Linked DNA regions of Gossypium hirsutum: region 2 is linked to region 1. Evidence: chromatin contacts called from public Hi-C data. All regions are on one chromosome and are shown on one strand. The core of a region is the stretch at or near the end of the contact, and the rest is flanking DNA. Distances in the headings are between cores, read along the strand shown. Region 1 overlaps LOC107916519 (phosphatidylinositol 3-kinase, root isoform). Region 2 holds the start of LOC107916563.

Region 1 (3,550 bases), core at 348-2,847:
GTAGGAAGGAAAGACAAGAGGAAGATGGCAGTGAAGTCAGAGTCAAACTCCAACAAAGACTGAAGTTACATTTCGTTTAAAATTTGGAGAATATAACTTAAAGATACTATTATTATTTTGGATTTGGTTGTTGGTTTTTGTTTTCTTTTATTTTTATTTATTATTTGCATATGCTTTTATTTTTTGTGTTTGTATTTTTTTTCTATGTAGGTCATCCACTCAAGGATCGTACTACAATTTCGTGTTTCGCATAACTGTATAATTATTAAAAAACATTACAAAATTATAATAATTTGTGTAATTGAATTTAGAGTTTAAAGTTTCTAATAATTTGTATAATTATAAGTTTTTTGTAATAATTTGTGTAATAAAGTAATATAAAAACATTACAAATGTTAAAAAAAATTATGTAATAATTTATGTAATGTAATTATACAAAAAAATTATGAGAATTATAATAATTCCTATATGGATAATTATTCTATATATTGCAAATGAAGCTACCATTTTTTTCAAGAAAAAATTATAAGTACATGTGATGATATATTAAATTCACTTGTATAGTTTTTTATTAGTTTGTATTCTGATTATTTGTGTATATTAAATTTATAATATTTTTATAACATTAGTTTTTATTTAAATTTTTTAATGAATTTTTCAAAAAATTGATTAATAAATTGAAAAAGGTAATGTGATTACAAAATGTTTTAAAAATACTTAACTAATTTAGAATCAATTAAAATTGATCATGTTCTGGTTATTAATGTTAATACGTTATAATTTAAATTATATTATCAATAATTTCTTTCAGGTAAAATTGTTGATATTTGATTTTTTGTAATTTTATATTTATCTTTTACTCTACTTTAATCAATGAATGTAAATAACTCTTATTATATTTGAAAAGTATAAATTTAATTTGATAAATGCTATTAATATGTATCTTTTTTTAAAACTATATTTTAAGCTTAACAATTTAATATTCATTAATTTTAATATGATAACAATAAAAGTTAATTAAGTGAAAAAAAGAGAGGAATTTACCCAATTTGTAAATAAGTGTAAAAAAAAAAACCTTTGTTTTTTTTTTAATCATCCGTACTTCAAAGGTATATATTTTCTTGAATATTTGTATCAACGTTTTAGCATACGTTTTTGAACGAAAATTAGATATTGTTTAAAACATTTTCATTTCCTTATGATGTCATCAAAGTTGTAAAATTTTCATAAAGAAGATTTTTGCATGTTGATTTTAAGAATACTGTGAACTAGTTGCGTAAATTTATAATTTTAATATTTTTTCAGTCGTTCGCTTAGATTTTTATAATTTTTTCAAAAGAAACAATGTTTAGATTTTATTTCCATGAAAAATGTGTTGAATGATTTTACTTCCATTTAGGTTTTTTATTTTTTATATTTTTTTTATTAAACGCATAATATGAAATATTCAAATCACTAAAATTAAGATTTTATTTCCATTTCTCAGCTTTACACTTTCTAAAGATTCAAATTCACAACACAAAGTCATAACCTAAGTTTAAATAAATATAAGACGCTCTGGGTGTGGGAAAAATTATGTGCCCACATCTTTACCAAAATTACTTCCAAGAGGAGCATCTGCAAGGACCCCCCCTGTGCAGGAATCCAAGGCATGAAAATCATACATCGCAGACAAGGATACGATGAGGTCAACATCCAATCTGACAATCTCGAGATCGTTGTAGCTATTAGTAACAGCAAACTTGAAGGATCAAACTCTACCCTAATCAAGAGGATTCAACAAATACTAGCTAATGAAGAGAAGTGGACTTTGAGATGTGTTCCTAGAGAGAATAATAGGATTGCAGATGCTTTAGCAAAACTGGCTCTCTTGAATGATGAAGAATTGCACATGTTTAATGATCCCCTATGGAGATTGAAAAGGTCCTAAAAGAAGAAAACACTATTGGCAATTCACTTATGAACACTTCTATGTAATCTTTTGTATATTCTACCAAAACAAAAAAAAAAAAAAATTCATACATCGCGTTGGTTGAAACTATCCAGTTCGTGGACACAGTTCTAAGTCATATCAGAGCATACAACCCAAGCATAAAGGACTATATTTGCAATCATTCACAATATCAGATCGGGTTTACCTCCTCAATGACCTTCGCAGAGAGCACACCAGCTGGCATAAACCTGTCAGATTTTATCATTGGTTGATAGCCCAGTCAGTTTCAGCCACTGTGAGATCTTTTTTGCCTTAAACCTTAATGAACTAACGGGGCACAACCTCAAAATATTGAAGGGCTAGTCCAAGTGGGGGTGAGAGCAAAGGAGGCAAGCTAAATATACCCCTATGTATTTACAACAGGTATTCAACATCCTGAACTTGATTTTGAGATCAGCGCCAGTATTGAGCCCACCGGTGAATAGTCTCAACCATTTGAGGAAACAAGGCACTAACACTCTCATTGATAAGATCCTGGAAGAAATGTATGCAGGCCTCATCATCTAAGTCCAACCGGAACTTCTCTTGGAGCTATACCAAAAGAGAACAGTTCAAAATGGGTTAAAAAAAAAAAGAGCGGGTCCCAGAATGATCATCGGATTCAGAACATAAGGAACCCACCTTGAGGATGCCTTTTTCAGGATCAGATGCTATGTCAGGAATGTTGGAACCGGCCATGAGATGGAAAAGATTTAATATAAGGTTGCTGGATTTACGGAGAATGTTGTATGCTTCACAACAATAGGATTTGAACCTTGTATAATATTGGCTGCAAAATGAAAAGCCATTTATGCACCCCTTAATGTCTCGGCAAAGAATTTAAATTTCCTTGGTCATGAACAAATATGGGCATGCGTAATCTAATACTTAACCAGAAAGAGATGGAAAGAAAGCGGGAGGGGGAGGAGGAGGAGGAAGAAAATTACCTCTCTGCTCCACCCATAGCTTCAACCATTTCTTTGCAAAGTTTCATTGGTGGTGGAAATGGCTTAGGATCTCGGCCAAGAATAAAACCAAAATCAACATGGAAAAGGCGTCCATCATCCCTAAGCAGAAGGTTGTCAAGATGTCTGCAACCCATAAAGATTTGTCTTCAGAGATTGCAAACTATATGGGGAAAATCTATGGCTAATATTAGATGCCAATCTGGAACAATTTGCCAAAAAGAAAAAAGCAATGTGCATGGGAACTATATGAATATATAGATGAATAAAAGATCACCTGTCTCCAATTCCAAGTATATATGTGATAACAGAGTAGCCAGCACAACTTTTTATGAAGGTTTCGAGACAAGTGGCTGTAATCCCAAACGGTCCGTGTTCATCAGGATGAAATTTCTGTAGATAGCTTATAATGCTACGATGATCTGAAAGAATCTGCACAAGGAAAGAAATACATTCAAAAAGTCCTTAGAAAGATCAGAACCATTATGAACACTATGATAAACTCAAGAGAGAGTATTATAATTCACAAAGTCTGTGTGTCAGGGTCCTAAAAGGGAGCTTGAAACTCCATGGTGACTGTACTAGAGTTAGATATGTGTATTTAAGCATTCGC
Region 2 (3,550 bases), core at 691-3,190, 74 kb before region 1:
TAGGAAAAATTACTTTGGCTAAATCAGTTCTCTTAGTTATACCAAGTTATTTTATGTGTATGACTCATATTCCTCTTTCTGTTTGTAATAAAATTGAGATGCTCGCTCGAAATTTAATTTGGGGATTTAGTATAGAGTCAAGAAAACTTGTCTTTTTAAATTGGACTGATTGTTGTAAGCCACTTGATAAAATGGGGTTTTGGCATTAGAAATCTTGTCGATCAAAACAAAGTTTTCTTATTAAAGTTGGGCTTCAACATTATTTCCAATCCTGAAAATTTGTGGGTGAGCATTTTAAGGAATAAGTACAATGTTCAGGGACTGATGTTGATCTTAATTTCGAGGAGCAATTGTTCTTTCATTTGGCGGTCTATTATAAAGGTTTGGCCAAAGGTTATCAGTGACACTTATTGGTTGATTGGTTAATTTTTGGAATGATGTATGGTTTAAACAAGTTGGTCCTCTTAAGTTATTTTATGAAGGACCTGGCTAGCCGAATGAAAATGTCAGAGTGTATGATATGATTGATGATTTTGGAAATTAGGACTGGTTTTAGCTTAACCTATTGTTACCTAACCATATTCTTCTTCACATTGTAGCTATATTACCTCCTTGTAATGATGTAGGGTCTAACCAAATCACTTGGAAATGGTTTGCCAACCATTCATTTTCTTTTGTTAAAACTTATAAGAACCTTTCCTCACTTGGTAGTGTTGAATCATTTATGAACTGGAACCTGATTTGACAAAATAAAGCCCCAGGACGAGTTCATGTTTTTTCTTTGGATGTTTTGGTAGAATCGGCTCTTGACCAATGGTGAGCAGGCTCGAAGACACATGACTAATGAAGGACATTGCCCTCGATGCAGGAATTCCTTTTAGTCAAGTATTCATGCAATCCGAGATTGTGAATTTTTTAAAGCAGTTTGGCATGTTGCTGTTACTAACATTGCTAGAAATGCTTTCTTCTCAAGAAATGTGAATGAATGGTTAGTCTGAAACTTGACAAATCAAGGGGGTTTATTGATAAGGAGGAGGATTGACAGACACAGATTTTTATTTTGTGTTGGCTGTTATGGAAAAGTCGCAACAATTTTATCTTTAATAATAGCCATAGTTGCATTGAAGATACTATTTTTATAGGATTTACTTGGGCTAAAAGTATTGTGAACTAAGGTTCAGTTGAGCTTTTTCGACATTCAAAGGTCATCCCTGCATATTGGATGCCATCAAAGATAGGGTGGATCAAACTCAACAAGATGGTTTTGTTTCGGCTCTCGCTAATAGTCCTTCGATTGGAAGAGTTTTCAAAGATTCTTGCACGAATTGGCTGTGTGCTTTTGCTATGAGGACTAGCAAGGATACGATTTTCAAGGTTGAATCAAAAGTTATTTTAGAAGGACTCACCGTAGCATAAAAGACTAGTTTTAAACAGTTGGAGTTGGAATGTAATAATGCTTTGTTAGTTGAAACACTCCTAGCTGGAGATGTTGCAAATAGTAGGATGTTAGAGTTGCGCTTGATCCATCAACTCTTACGCCGCAACTGGAAAGTTCAGATTCAACATATTCCCAGAGACCACAACAAAATTATCGATCATATGGCTAAAATTGCCAGCTTAAGTTACAACAACTTGCAGTTGTTTGAAGAACCTTCAGTCCTGATCCAAGAACTACTTAATGACCATCTTGCTACTATGTCCAATATCGCACATGAGTGTTTTCTTTACCTTATAGTCACTATTTTACTGTATTTTTTCTATCAAATAAAATAAAATAAAAATAATTATTATTATCAATTGATATACTATTTCATCAATAAAATAAATATAATTATAAGTTTAAAATTAATATATTTAAAAATCTCACGTAATTATACATCATTTAAAACTTAATTTAAAAAAAATATATAAACTGTGCAGAACTTCTCGTAGTTACGCGATAATTTCCAATCTATATTAGGATGAGATAAACTTGGCTATTGAATTTTCACTCATTTTCTCAGTATTTGTCTTACTTTTCATTCCAAAAGCTCTTACATTTCTACTTCGATTTGCCTTTTTTTCTGGTCCCCTAATTTCTGCTTTTGGGTTTTCTGTTCTCTACCTTTTCTATCTTTTCTATCTTTTCTATCTTTTTCTCCTTAACTTTTAATGGGTATGTATTCGAATTGGCCTTCTTTGAAGGAGAATCTTGAATTTTGCTGCAAAAACCATCAAAAACTGCTAACTGCTTAGTATTTGACTCGAAGTTGTTTTCTTTATGCTTTTTGATATATATATTTTTTAATCTGGCGTTGCTTCGAGGCTGGCTTAATATGATTAATCGTATAAAGGGCTTGTCTGTGGCTGTAATTTCTATTTGAAACTGATTCTAGGAGTTTTTACTCCTCCATTCTTACCGAGGGTTTTGTTTGACTTCATCTTTGGTACTTAGGTTCACGGCCAAAAATATGAATATTTGGCTCTTAGGATGACCACCTTACATTCAACTTTAATGAATAAGCTTTATGATGTATGTTTTATCATTCATCCTCTTCTTAGTCGAAGTTCTAAAATTTTGGAAGTTTTGATAGGATTTTAAATCACTTGCTGATGTGATAGTGGATTAACAGTTGTATTACTATGTTTTAGATTTAACAGGTGAGATGCAAGGGAAAAATGGAAAACCCAAGCTTCTTGATCAAGCTTTTTCTGCCTTTTTTGTGCAGCTTCCTAACAAACTTCAAAACCATCTTAAGGTTAGCCATTTCTCCTACGTAGGGGGGAATTCATTTAATTGACTATTATTTTAAAGTATCTCTGAATTTGAATGAAAATTCCTTTTTTTTTTTTTTGGCCTCAGTCACAGTTCAAGGGATTAGCAAAAGATAATGATGGATTTGAATCTGCGAACTCTTTTCTCGAGAAGGAGAAGGGTTCATTTGCTGGATTGAGGATTGATCTGGAGAAACAATTGCAAGCTTGGAGAGAAAATCCTTCGTGGGTCAATCAACCTCCAGAAATAAAGGTAAAGAGTTATTGGGAACTTTCATGGTTTCCTTCTCAACAGCTATGTGACCCGAACTCTTCATTTTTCATGAAGTACCCATACTAGCATTTGTATCCGACACATAGTTAAACAAGGATACAAGTATCTGACACTCACTCTCGAGTGCCTGCTAGTAAAAGCTTTTAACTCTATGCCAGTCAAAAGCATGAACTTTCCTAGTGCTATTTCACTCATATAGCCAAAGTTGTAGAAATCCCTTGGCTTCTAATTTTAAAATATAATTTGCCCTACATTGCTGTTATCTACATTCTTGGATATTTTATTCTAAGGGTCCATTAATTTGCAAAGAATTAGGCTAATGTTATTCTTGGCAGGTTAGTGTGCCAAAAGGTTCTCTTTGCAACCTTAAGGCAAAACTTGATGTTGGGTTGCCCCCAGATGCAGTGTATGATATTTTAACTGATCCTGATAGTAAGAGAATTTTCAAGAACATTAAGGTAAGAGCGGTATATTTTGACCCATAATAGTAGATTGAAGTTTTCTATTTAGGACACCATTGCC

Evidence for each region. Hi-C and Micro-C count contacts between places; a contact is called where the count stands out from the background.
Region 2: a contact with region 1 is called in a Hi-C map of leaf, with 2.3 times the contacts expected there. The contact joins the promoter of LOC107916563 here to the enhancer-like site in region 1. A contact is called at or near these places in 6 of 34 Hi-C or Micro-C datasets (anther, hypocotyl and leaf).

The regions. Positions count from the first base shown.
Region 1 is chrA01:101,824,713-101,828,262 of Gossypium_hirsutum_v2.1, reverse strand. LOC107916519 (phosphatidylinositol 3-kinase, root isoform) reads right to left here. Exons shown (of 17, transcript XM_016845774.2): 14 at 3,215-3,369; 15 at 2,920-3,063; 16 at 2,615-2,762; 17 at 1,453-2,524. The coding sequence ends at 2,387. Among protein-coding and RNA genes, the nearest start is that of LOC107916519, 13 kb to the right of the region's middle. Within about 2 kb of position 1,597, at least 1 of the 9 cell types and tissues checked has an H3K27ac peak or open chromatin away from gene starts, as enhancers often do.
Region 2 is chrA01:101,898,665-101,902,214 of Gossypium_hirsutum_v2.1, reverse strand. It overlaps LOC107916563, which reads left to right and starts at 1,940. Exons shown (of 6, transcript XM_041110996.1): 1 at 1,940-2,155; 2 at 2,632-2,738; 3 at 2,843-3,007; 4 at 3,364-3,486. The coding sequence starts at 2,152.